Regions from separate parts of the Mus musculus genome. Here all the other regions are linked to region 1. The links are chromatin contacts, called in public Hi-C, HiChIP or PLAC-seq and promoter capture Hi-C maps. All regions are on one chromosome and are shown on one strand. Each heading gives the region's core, a stretch centred on a gene start, on an enhancer-like site or on the middle of the called end of the contact. The rest is flanking DNA. Distances are from core to core; before and after follow the strand shown.

Region 1 (3,093 bases), core at 225-2,724:
GTTATCTTTCTAGATGATAAAACTGTTCTTCAACAAATCTTGAAGCACAAAATATTTATATTGTCCAATTTTCTCTAATACGAAATTACTAGGGGTAGGGGTAGTAAGGTCCTCCCTATTAAAATATGTTTCAGTCACATAATACTGGCAAATATTATAGTCAGAATATAAAAATTCTGAAAAAGAATAGTATCTCTATCACTCAAAGTGAGCCACTGTCATTTGATGTGCTTTCTTGGCCTTATTTGGGCTTTATTGGACCGTATTCCTCTCAGCTGTCACGTGTACTCGGCTGTCATCTGCATCCTGTTTATTTAACCCTATGCTCCAAGCGTTTTTTTCACTTAACTGGTCTTCGTAATCCGTGCATCTAACGATTGTATAACTGTCTACCCAAGGCCGCGGTTCACCTAATAATACACTTTCTCCTAATAAACACTTTTAATGCATCCATAAACCAAAATCCCGTGCACAGCCAAACCACTAAACTGTCTTTCAAAACGGGTAAATCTCTAACCTAAATTTATAGTCAAGTTACCTTGCTTCCACCTGCAGGATTATTCTAAACCATCCATCCTAGATTCTGTATTTGCCGATCATGACACGGCAGACAATAAGTACATATTCGGCTTACAAACAAATCTTCCGTAAGAAACCTGAATCCTAGCCCGGTGGTGATGCACACCTTTGATCCCAGACCCTCGGGAGGCAGGGGCAGGCGGATCTCTGAATTCCAGGCCAGCCTGGTCTACAGAGTGGATTCCAGGACAGCCAGAGCTACACAGAAAACGTTTGTCTCGAAAAGCCAGAAAAATAAAATAAAATAAAAAGAAAAGAAACCTAAAGCCTGAAGGAACACCGTTATTACGGTCTTCAAGATGGATTGGCACAATGACATGGTATAAATCCCTGATTTAAAAAAAAAGTCGAGCAGGTATTTTATCAAAATATCAAGCCGATCTCGGTTTCCAGTACGTTCTCCCAGACACTTTCTCCAAAATGACAGCGAACAGGTGTGCACGCACACGCCCCTCTACACATGCAGCAGGGGGCCTCGGCTGCCGCGGGGATGGATGCAGGGCGGCCGTCAGCTCCCAGGAGCCTCCCCATCTCCCTTCCCGTCTCCCAGAGCAGCCGCTGAGGGAGCAAGGGTGGAGGACACCCGGCTCTTCACGACGCTCCCCCAGGCTGCGGCCACCCAAGACCCTCACAGAGCCCGAAGCACACGCCCGCCGGCCGAGCTCGCTCACCATAGGAGCGACTGCCCAACTTGTTCTTGCAGTAGCCACACTGGAAGGAGGTCTGGCCCTCAAAATACTCTACAAGGCTAGGTGAAGGCGCGCTCCAAGAAGCCATGTCCGCGACCCCGCCGCCGCTGCGCCACCCAGTCCTACGCAGCCGCCGCTACCGCCGCCTTCGCCTCCACCACCCCACAATGCAACGCGCGCGCCTCCGAAGATCGCGCGAAGCCACTCGAGTGCTCCCGGGCTGGAAGGACCGGACGCCCTACGTCACTGACGCCGCCCGCGCCATGTTGACTGCGGGCAGCCGTCCGCTAGTTCCGTTCCTCCTCTGTGAGGGGCGGCTACCCCCTAGGGAGGGCGAGGGCGGGAAGACCGGGATGGAAAGGAAGCCGGCTGAGGAGAGACCAATGGGACCGGGAAGCTGGAGTCGGGTGACCAACGGCCTCAACCCGCGCGGCAGGCCTGCCAGGACGTAGCGAGAGCCTGGCTGAAGCCGGTAAAGGCGACCTGGACGGCGGGACACTCACCACACGACGTCTTGCCCTCCCTGGACTCGCAGTAGCCGCAGTAGTAGCCGGCCTTCAGGCCCTTGTATTCCACCACCGAGGCCATGGCCGCCGCTGTGGGCTTGAGGAGCGGCCACGCCTCTCAGCGCGGGGAACCTCGGGGAAGGGCCGAGAGCGCGGGGGTTGCCGGGTTCGCGGCTCTCCGCCGATCCCCGGTCAGGCCACTGGCCGCCAGCCTGGGTTGCAGGGGTGCGTCTCGGAACCCAGTGTTTAGTGGCCAGCAGGTTACTTGTCCAGTCAACAGCAGTCCTTGTCACTGACGCGATCTCTCAGCCCGCTTTACAGATAGGGAAACTGAGGCTCCAGGTTGGGATTCACCCGGTCATTTGCGCTCTGTAGTTGAAGGTTAACCTCGAGTTCTGCGCCTGACCACCTGTGAGGAACGAGGAGCCGGAGCTGGCTTGATAGAGAGGGATCTAGAATCCAAACAACTCTGCTAGAGCGGAATGTCCAATGACGAAGCGACACTTTCCTCTTTTAAAGGGAGTTTTAAATATCACTCAAAAAGAATTTTTAACTCTTCAGGCTGAACATTTACATAATCTGAATTCACTCCATGGGTCTCCAATTTGCAAAGAACGTGTTTTAGGGAATGAGGTTGTGAGGCAAAGTGTAAAAATAAAGGCATGCTCCTACCAAGATAATATTCCTTAGCTTTCTCCTCTGCGTACACAGATGTTTAAGTCTGTCTGGCATAATTTCCATAGTCGACAATATGGTGAATTCCTTTTTGCAGTGTCTAGAAAGTGCAATCAGGAAACTTTTTTTTTTAATTATGTTTGTGGGTGTTTAGCCTGCAAGTAGATATGTGTACAACCTTCATCCAATGCTGGAGGCATCCAGAAGGCATTGTAGACCCTGAAACCTTGACGGGCAGACAATTCTGAGCCACTCATGTAAGATTGAAAGGATGGAAAAATACAGCCTCAACTCCAGCCTCCTAAGAAGCCCTAAATACCACAAATTCCAGACCCTGCTCCCTGCCAGTATACAGGTAAAAGGTCACACTTCCGTGCTGTTCCAGGGCCCGCTTCCTGTATGGAACTAGGTGAAAGAGCATTAAGACAGACCCTTGAATACGTGATCCTGGCCTAGTAAGATAACAGGAGGAGAGGAGCTGACTAACTGCTTATCTAGCAACTGTAAAGTGCTTGCACAATGGAAGGAAAGATTACACACTGAAAGAACTGCGTGGGGTCTTGATGCTATGAAATGATTGGTTTGCGAAACGCAGGCTTTGTTGTAACCCCATAAAAGCTGTCCCAATTCTGCACTCGTGGTCC
Region 2 (3,093 bases), core at 311-2,810, 2.3 Mb before region 1:
ATTCAAGACACCTGAAGGGCGGTTCTCCATTGTGAGTGCGCTGGTGCCGTAGGCAGTTTGAGCTGTTGGTGAAGTTCTTGCCACACTCACAGCAATTGTAGGGCTTCTCACCCGTGTGTGAACGCTGGTGTTCTAGCAGATAGGAACTTCGCCCAAAGCTGTCTCCGCACCAGGCACAGAAGTAGGGTTTCTCGCCTGTGTGACAGCGCTGGTGCTGTAAAAGGTTAGAGCTCAGGCTGAAACTCTTGCCACAGAGGCCACAGCGGTAGGGTTTCTCACCAGTGTGAGTTCGCTGGTGCTGGATCAGGTTGGAGCTAACCCTGAAAGTCTTTCCACACTCAGCACACGCATAGGGCTTTTCCCCAGTGTGCACCCGCTGGTGTTTTGCTAGGTCTGCACTGCGACCAAAGGCCTCTCCGCACTCCATGCACTTGTGCGGCCGGAGACCTGAGTGAGAACGACGGTGTTTAGTGAGATTAGAGCTGAGGCTGAAGCAACGGCCACATTCTGGGCAGGGGTATGGTTTTTCACCACTGTGAACTCGGTAATGCTTAACCAGATCTGAGCCACGCCGGAAGCTTTTGTCACACTCTGGACAGCTGTAAGGGCGGTCACACCCATGGCTGCTTTGATGGTGAATGAGATCAGAGAGACTGGGTACAGCCAACCCACAATCCCTACACTTGAAAGCTTTGGGGACTGCAGGATCACTGGTCTTGACAAAGGTTTCTTCCTTGGGGCCAGAGCCTGACCTACATAAGTACTGCTGGTCCAGCATTTTTTCCACGGGGGCTGGTTGTTCCGGCCGCGCCAGGAGGGGGCGCTCATGTAGCGCGGTCTCGCGATCCAGGGGCGACCTGGGGGCTCCCGGGAATTTTGACGTCCGGTTCTCCAGCAGCTTAGCCCCATCTAGATTCTCCCTGGTCACTTCTGGAGCCGCAAGTTCCATTGCGGCCGAAAAGCGCTCGGTTTCCTAAATGCCACCCGTTTAACTCATCAGCACAGTTGGAGAACGGGGCACTGGAGGCTTGGAGGCCGGTACCGGAAACGGAAAGGTCCCCAAGCCCGAGAGACTCTAGGAAGTGGCAGCGAACTTTCCCGGTAGGTTTAACTCTTTCATTCGCTTGGCGAGACCTTTCTGTCGGGAACTTAGCACTTTTGAAACGGCTTGGGGTTCTGCGAGTCTGTCAGTCCGGCTTTCGGAGCCATTGATCACCGCGCTTTGAGGGTTGCCAATCAAGTCTGAACGTCGCCGACAAGGACGTACCGGGAGCGAAGTGGCTAAGTCACGTTGGGGAGCACAGGACAGCACTAAGACTCCACCGCGGGGCGTCTGATCCTAGGAGCAACAGTTCACTCTTCGGCCCCGGGAGGAGTTTCTCACCCACTTAAACTGCACTAAGCTTGGCGCCGACTACATATCCCAGCATGCACCGCACGCGCCTCTTACTTTCCCACAGATAAATACCATTCTCGCCATGTCTTCTGCGACTGTGCAAGTACCGGAGTTCCAGAATCTAGAACTTGAACTTCCGACTCGCAAGATAACTGCGGCGGCGCTATTCCGAGGAGCAGCCTGGCCACGCCCCCCTCTTCCAGTTCCGCTCTCTCAGAGTACCGGCGAGACGCGGGGCGGAGCCTGAGGCCCGGGCCAAGATGGCGGCTGCGAGACCGGCCCTTACGGACTCGCTCTCGTTTTGCCTCGCGCAGCTCACGGCGGCGGCCGGGGAGGGGCCAGGTGGGGGAAAGGACCCAGCTACCAACGAGACACCCCTGGGCCGCGCGCTCTTAGCTCTTCGCACGCGCCACATCAAGGCGGCAGAGGGGATTGAGCGCTTCCGGGCACGCGGCGGGCTCCGCCCCCTTCTCGCCCTGCTCCGCCGAACGGCTGCTGCGGGCCCCGCCCCGTCCCAAGCAGCCTCTGGCTCCGCCCCTTCGTCGGTTGCGTCAGCTGGTTCTACCCCTGGCCACGCCCCCGCTGCCGAGTCGCTCTTGACGCCTTCGTTGCCAATGCGCCTGCGCAAGACGCTGGATTTGGCGCTCAGCATTCTAGCCAACTGCTGTACAGAAGGGGCGTGCCGGGCCGAAGTGCGGAGACTTGGAGGCATTCTCCCTTTGGGTAAGTGCTCCGCCCCCATTTCTTAGAAAGGTTCCAACCCACAGTATCTGCGCTGCCCTTCCATTATGCCAGGCCTCTGAGTACATGCTTTGTGATGGTGCAGCGCCACTCATCTCCTCAGGTGTGATGCTATGTGACGTCACTGCTCTCTCCATAAATTAGACCTGGACCTGCCCAGACCAGAAGTAGATACTGACTCCTGCCTCACTTTTGAGCAAGTGGCTTATACTTTGTTTTTGGTGCTTCTCGGGGACAGTACCCGTCCCTGTGCAAGGCTTCACATGGAAGAGCAGGAGGCCAGAAAGTGTAGTTTTAAAAGTTAGAAAGTGAGTTTAAAAGTCAGACATACCAAGCAAATCACCCAACCCCTCCAAAGCAAGAATTCTTTGTGTAATAACAATAGCTACCCGACAGGATTGAAGTTGAGTAGAAAATGAAATTCAAATGTACAGTGCCCAGACTCCAAGCATAAGTGGGTACTTAAACACAGGAAACAAATTCCAGCAGAGGATCAGCCTTTCTGTGTACCGGGTGATTTGGCGCCTCCTTATGGTGATGATGGGAACAAAGTTGCATCATTGCCTGTCCTGTATCTCAATTTTGACAAAAATCTTAATTTTTAAAGTGAAGCATTTTTATATTTAAACTTGCATAGATTGCAAGTAATGTGTTTGACAGTAGGCTTGATGGAATGCCAAGTTCTCTCTAACCTTGCCTGCTGTGCTGGGCCGTATTGCCTTTTGATTGGCAGGGATAAAAGTTAACTTGGTTCAAGCCAAGTTACCTGGACTACATGACCACTTCAGCCGCTCTTCCTGACATATTCCTTTCTCTGGTAATACCCTCCCACCGCAGTTGCCGGAGTGTATCTTGTCATTCCCCTTAAAGCCCTTTGGTGGCTTCTGTGGCCTTCACATTTATATTTTGACTCCTTGGACAGGCATTTGAGGGGCTTTGTGAAATCATAGCACAGA
Region 3 (3,093 bases), core at 322-2,821, 2.1 Mb before region 1:
AAAACCCAAGGTGCTCACTTTAAACAATGAATTGGAAATTACTCAGACTAAGGAAAAAAAAAAAAGAGTGCCACACTATTTGGAAAGGAATACAGACGCTGAGTCATCACTCTGCATGGGAGGGGGGGCCGGCGGAGGGGGGTAGGAAACGCCAATTAAGCGGTTGGAAGATGCGATTCATTCATTAGATTGGGCTTCAGGTGAAACCCGACAGCTATACCGCGAAAAATAGCACTCAAAAGACAGGTAACAAATAGCGGGAGCAGTCATCCTTTTATCCAACTCCGATGGTCCGGACGCACAAACGGATTAGGAAGCGGCATCACTAACTGAGCGAAAGGAGTTTAACTGGTTGTCAGGTTGGCGCAGTAAGCGCTCAAAGTAAACTTCGTTATCCAAGGGACAGAGGTGGTGCACGGTGGCGAAAAGCAATCACTTTGGCACTTCAAAAGCAGCAGGCGCTAGGCGGGTGTTTCTGACAGCGTGGGGCACGTGGGGCAGAAAGAGACAAGGGGCTCCTCTGGTTAAAGAGTGGTAGACTGGGGAGAAGGACTCGGAGCGACTGAGGCTGAGGACGTGGACTGCTGAGGACGTGGACTGAGGCTAAACGTTCAAGCCAAAGGATGCAGTAGTGGTCCCACCCCCGCCAAGCCCTGCCCCCGTAGGGACCCACAGCTCCTGGCTCAGCCCGGAGCCCCCAAAGCACAGGGGGAACAGTAGCTCTCCCGCGCCTGACAGCCTCAGCCGTGCACAAGCCCAGCCAAGCAAGAGTGTGCAAAAGAAGGGGTCGGGAGGAAAAAGTCGAGACAAGCCCTAGACCCTAGGAAGTGACTGTGTTTGGGGGGGAAGGGAGGGCTTCCTTCTCTGGGAAGGGGGACAGATGAGGAATGCACTTCACAGCCGCGCCACCGCGACGCCCGGCTCTCCGCTTCTAGTCCCGGGCTCCTGCTCTCCCTTCCTCCCTCCGCTTCCCGCAGTGCCCGGGCCACTCGGTGCCTGGCACCCCGGGTCTCGGGTACTCACAGAGTCCGGGGCTGTCCGTCGTCTTCCATCATGGTGGGTGCGACGGAGTGATCCCGGGACAAGGGGGAGGGCAGGGCTGGGGAGGGGAGGGGGCGGGAAGGAAGGGGAGGGGGGCTCCGGGCGCCGGCTGGGGACAGAGGAAAAGGTACTGAACCCCGCTCTCGGGTCCGCTCCCCCCAGCCCGCTCCGGACACTGCGCTCCAACCAGGAGGAGCAGGAGGAGGAGGAGGATGAACAAAATGGCCGCCACCACCAGCCAGGCAGGAAACGCGGCAGGGCGCAGGCGCGGCCCGCCAGGTCACTGCTCAGGCCAGCTGCGACGGCCTGTCCGGCAAAAGTAGCTAAAGAGACAGAAAGCCCGGCCAAAGAGTACACCCTGCGACTGGACACGACGGAGCACGTTGTCGCTGTGGGCCTGCTGGCCAGTCAAGACCTATCCGGGTCCAAGAGAGACCCAACACAGAGAGAAAAGCCGCGAAACCAAGTCTCCGGGAATTGCGGTCCCGGGAAAGTGGGGGAAGCCCTTCTCCAGTGGCCTTCTGGGAACTGTAGTTCAAGGCAGACCCTGCGCCTGCCGGAGCGCGAAGGAGAGATTTCTGGGTAGTGTAGTCGTACGTGAGGACGTGCCGCGACTAAGTAGTCGGCGTGCCGGGATAGAGCGAGGAATAAAAGGCGGGCGGCCGAAATAGAGAGGAGCTGTCCGGGAAGTAAACTACAAATCCCAGAGTGCCTCGCGCCGGGGCCCGCCCCAGGATCGCTCTTAGCATCTTAAGGCTCTTCTGTTGGTCCAGTGTGAGCTTCTGCTCCGCCTCCGTCCAGCCCCAGAGCGGTTTCTTCAACTGCAGATCAGGCGGTGTGCTGGCTCCGCGTGGTTCTCCCGTCAGCCGGCCTTGCCCGCCTCTACTCTCAGAACTGCTGGTCCGTGTTCAACAACCGACGCCTCACGCGACGGGCAAAAGAGTGGCAACTCTGAACCCGGAGAGATGTAGCGGACATCGGGCAACACCAGATCCAGCCTTGTCTTTGAGCACGTGTTCTAACCAGATAGGCCTTTCTAGACTATACCGCTTGTAACTTGCTTTACAAGTTCCACAAGGATCGCTACCCATTATCTCATCGGATTAGTGGGTAAGGCTGCAAAAGAGCAGCCCCTCATTCAAATGGCTTGTACCGCTCTTTCAAATCCCTACTTAAAACTTAAATATTCGCGTGGTGGCGCACAGTGCTACTGAACAGGAGGATAATGGATTTAAGGCCAGCCTAGAAATAGATACCAAGACCTTATCAAAAACTAATAATCAGTGAAAACAGCAAAGAGGCTCAACGACCAGGTCTCATGCCAAAACAGTCTGGAGTTCGGTATTGGAGGACACGGGCTGCTAGTATTGAGATGCTAAAGCAAGAGAGGAGATAGAATCATGACAATCTACTGGATGTACACCACATTTGTGGCTGAGGCCCCTAGGGGTCAGACGAAGGGATGGCATTCCCTGCCTGAGACTGGAGTTAACAGTGGTTGTGAGCTGCATATGAGTGCTGAGAACCAAACTGGAAGCCACTGTAAGTGTGCTCTTAACCAGCTCTCCCGTGCCCCCAGCTGCACACTGTCTCATTGAAGGAGAGAAAAGGTCTGGTGGCCAACAGAGAGCTTTGGGGTAGCTTATAGATCTGCTTAGCTGCATACTGAAACCCTACCTGAATTTACAGGTACAGTGGGAGATTGGAGGCTGCTTCTCCATGAGCCTAGGAAGGAGAGAGTAAGTCTGAACGAGAAACGGATTATATCCCAAAGTGAAAAAGGAAAGAGCAACTGGGCGTGGTGGCGCACGCCTTTGATCCCAGCACTTGGGAGGCAGAGGCAGGCGAATTTCTGAGTTCGAGGCCAGCGTGGTCTACAGAATGAGTTCCAGGACAGCCAAGGCTATACACAGCAAATCCTATCTCGAAAAAGCCAAAAAAAAAAAAAATTAATTTTTTTTTTAAAAAAGGAAAGGAAAGAACTTCAGAGAGCTTCAGAAATCTACACAAGTGAAACAAAGGGGTCAGAAAAAAAAATAGGGAAGGGAAGAG
Region 4 (3,093 bases), core at 193-2,692, 2.1 Mb after region 1:
TACAGTTTGGGGGCTGGGGAGAAGGCTCGGTGGTTAAGAGCACCGACTGCTCTTCTGAAGGTCCTGAGTTCAAATCCCAGCAACCACATGGGGGCTCACAACCATCCATAATGAAATCTGATGCCCTCTTCTGGAGTGTCTGAAGACAGCTACAGTGTACTTACGTATAATAAATAAATAAATCTAAAAAAAAAAAAAAGTATACAGGTATACAGTTTGGCTCATCCTCAAGAACTCTGCAAAGAGCATAAAATACATATCCATATAACCATAGTAAAAGTAGACCGGAAGGTAAATAGATGAGACAGGAAAAAATACCTTTTAAAATATGTACTAATTAAAGTTTTAGGGGCTGGAAAGATGGCTCAGCAGTTAAGATCACCTACTATGCTTGCAGAAGACCAGAGTTTGGTTCCTAACACCCACATTACATGGCACAACTATCAAGAACTGCTCCAGGGGTATCGAATCCCTCTGGCCTCGGATGGCGCATTCATTCCTGATCACACACATACAATTTAAAGTACAGTTACAAGTTACATAAAATTAATTTACCTACAGACACTAACAAGTTTGATCAAGAAAATTTAGGGTGGAGAAATCAGAGGTTATTCAAGTAGCAAAGCCACTTCATTCCAAAACCACTCCTCCCTTAATATATCTTGACACATCTACAAGGTAAATGTACTCCCGGGCATTGCTGTAGGCCTGAGGCAAGATTTGCTGGCAGCAAGAGCTCCCCACAATTAGACTGGAATTTACTGAGGTTCAACATAGCTTGTCAAAGGCCTAAGGAGGGGGCTCTTCGTGCAGAGAGCCCTGTGGGCCAATCCTTAGCCACCATCTCATCACAGAGTGCACGTCACTTCCTCAATCCTCTTATTTGGTTTAGGACTGAAGAGAAGTGGGGATTGGGGAGGGATGGGTATGATCTGCCACGAGACGTAAAAGCTGCCCAAGGAGCTCGGACTTGGTCCGCATCAGCGCCCCCTCCCGGTGACGCGACCACAAGTTCGCAGTTCTGTCCCCAGGGATCGGGTCCTTCCCTCCTCTTCCCACCCCCACCCCCCACCCACCCCCCGCCAAGCTGCTCGTGGTGCCCCGCGCCCTCAACGCCGCCTTTTCAAAGTCGAGACCTCCAAGGCCCCAGTCCCCTTAGCCGAGTCCCCCGGGGACAGTGAGCCCAAGCCGTGCCCCGCCCGTCCTCACGCCGAGCCCGCCCCACCCCGGGCCTGCGTGGCGCCCTAGACCCGGAGATTCCAGTGTTGCCCCGGCGGAGACTCCAGAACACCGAGTGGGCCCTAGTCGCTCTGGCCCAGCCCCGGCGCGTACGTCGTACCTGACAGCGTCCGCTAAGCGACACTGACTGTACTTCAGCCACGAAGCGCGATGTGGCTGCCCGGCGCGTCAGGTCGTTTAAGACGACGTGTCTGTCCCGCCCCCGCCCGTTCTCTCAGTTCATTGGTTAAGGCGGAGGGCCGCACACCAATCACAAGAGGCTCACTCTCGCCCCACCCACCCGGCCTTGAGCCTCCGGGCGCCAAGTTCTGCTGCCTTCCCCAAGTGCGCAGTCTGCTTTTGTGCCTGTGGCGCTTGAGCTCTGCACTGAACTTGGAGCAGTTCGCTTTCTTTTACCCGAAGGGGAACGGAGGCCCGAAGGAATGGTGGCCTCTCACTGCGTTTCTCTAGCCCAGGGACCTTCCAAAACCTTTCCTGAAAGAGCCTGTTGGGAGCAACATCATATCTTAAATGCTGAAACCACATGACCTTGAACCCTCACGTACCAAAATGACAAAACAGATTACTGATGCTTCTAGTATCATCTCTGCAGCTGTAAAACGCCGCCCGGATGTTATTAACTGTTGTTATAAGTGGTTGGAAATGACAGCTACGCAGTATAGACTTGCCTGCACTCCCTCCACTACCATGGTTAAAACTCAAACCGGAAAAGGATATTGCAGGATAAACACAATCAGAAGGTGCTTAGGTATCATTTTTGTCTATAACGCTCGTTATAAATCAGAAAATATGAAGAGAATAGAAGAGTTATCCAATCCTGTACCAAAAGCTGTAGACCACAGAGGGCCAGTGATTCACTACCTTACACTTCAGGGTCAGGCAGAAAGATTTCACACTCCAGTTTGGAAAGAATGTGTGTGAATAAGAAAGCACAAGGATGGAGGGACTGGCACACCAGGGAGAGCCACTGTCAGTCCACGTATCCAGGGCTAGATGTGGGGTTTCTAGAACCCCAAAGAGAGAGGAGTTTGAGGAAAGACTACTTGGAGGGAGCCAGGAGCCTAAGGAGTCTGTTAAGACTGGTGGTAGTAGTGGTGGTGGTGCACACCTTTAATCCCAGGACTCAGGAGGCAGAGGCAGGTGGATCTCTATGAGTTCTAGGCCAGCCTGGTCTACAGAGAGAGTTCCAGGGCAGCCAGAGGTACAGAGAGAAACCCTGACTTGAGAAAACAAGAGAAAAGACAATCCCCACAAACTAGCCTCCCTAGACACAGAGCAAGATCAGAAAGAGGAGGAAAAGAAAGTGGGATGGGAAAGAGCAGAGGAAATGGTTCAGTAGGTAAAGTGATTGTTGGGCAAGCATAAAGAGACCAGAGTTCAGGTCCCCAGAGCCTACATAAACGCTGAGTGGGCATCGAGACCCATCTGAAATCCCAGCGTTCAGGGAGGTAGAGACAGGACAATTCCTAGAGCTCTGGGTTCAAGTGAGAAACCCAGGCTCAATTAAATATATTTAAATACGTAGGAATCAATCATGGAAGACACCAGACCTTGTGTACCCACACTCATGCAAACACTGGTACACAAACACACCAGACACATGTAAAGACAAACAAAAGAAGACCCAGGTAGAGAGACAAATAGAAGACATTCAACAGCCATAGCAGGGAATGTCTTAGTTGACCTGGTCAGTAGGGGCAAGAAAGTAGTGTGGGCTCAGAGATAGAGCAGTGAATCCAATATCCTCAGGAGCACTGAGCAAGCCTACTGGGCTCATCCTATCCTTGGCTAAGGTCATTTGCCCAGATCATTACTTCATTACTATAATGACCATTAATTACCCTCTAAGGCTCA

What was found. A called contact is a pair of places that touch in the nucleus more often than the background predicts. HiChIP or PLAC-seq counts read pairs in DNA pulled down with a chosen protein or histone mark. Capture Hi-C pulls out chosen DNA fragments and counts their contacts.
Region 2: a Hi-C map of B cells shows a contact between it and region 1, with 6 read pairs. The contact joins the promoter of 9130023H24Rik here to the promoter of Ate1 in region 1. A contact is called at or near these places in 1 of 484 Hi-C or Micro-C datasets (B cells) and 1 of 115 datasets of contacts at active chromatin or transcription factors (astrocytes).
Region 3: an H3K27ac HiChIP or PLAC-seq map of embryonic stem cells shows a contact between it and region 1, with 4 times the contacts expected there. The contact joins the promoter of Tial1 here to the promoter of Ate1 in region 1. A contact is called at or near these places in 1 of 39 promoter capture datasets (hippocampal neurons) and 2 of 115 datasets of contacts at active chromatin or transcription factors (both in embryonic stem cells).
Region 4: a promoter capture Hi-C map of adipose tissue shows a contact between it and region 1, with 2.4 times the contacts expected there. The contact joins the promoter of Oat here to the promoter of Ate1 in region 1. A contact is called at or near these places in 2 of 39 promoter capture datasets (liver and pre-B cells) and 1 of 9 other capture datasets (adipose tissue).

The regions. Positions count from the first base shown.
Region 1 is chr7:130,518,106-130,521,198 of GRCm38.p6, forward strand. Ate1 (arginyltransferase 1) reads right to left here and starts at 1,475. Exons shown (of 12, transcript NM_013799.3): 1 at 1,251-1,475. The coding sequence starts at 1,356. Gm4275 (putative uncharacterized protein ZNRD1-AS1) reads left to right here and starts at 1,486. Exons shown (of 4, transcript XR_869987.2): 1 at 1,486-1,740.
Region 2 is chr7:128,236,471-128,239,563 of GRCm38.p6, forward strand. 9130023H24Rik (RIKEN cDNA 9130023H24 gene) reads right to left here and starts at 1,561. Exons shown (of 1, transcript NM_177001.3): 1 at 1-1,561. The coding sequence starts at 949. Armc5 (armadillo repeat containing 5) reads left to right here and starts at 887. Exons shown (of 6, transcript NM_146205.2): 1 at 887-2,119. The coding sequence starts at 1,657.
Region 3 is chr7:128,460,102-128,463,194 of GRCm38.p6, forward strand. It overlaps Tial1 (Tia1 cytotoxic granule-associated RNA binding protein-like 1), which reads right to left and starts at 1,572. Exons shown (of 12, transcript NM_001347640.1): 1 at 1,024-1,572. The coding sequence starts at 1,055. It overlaps Gm32816 (a long non-coding RNA gene), which reads left to right and starts at 1,619. Exons shown (of 4, transcript XR_378509.4): 1 at 1,619-2,151.
Region 4 is chr7:132,574,956-132,578,048 of GRCm38.p6, forward strand. Oat (ornithine aminotransferase) reads right to left here and starts at 1,443. Exons shown (of 10, transcript NM_016978.2): 1 at 1,340-1,443.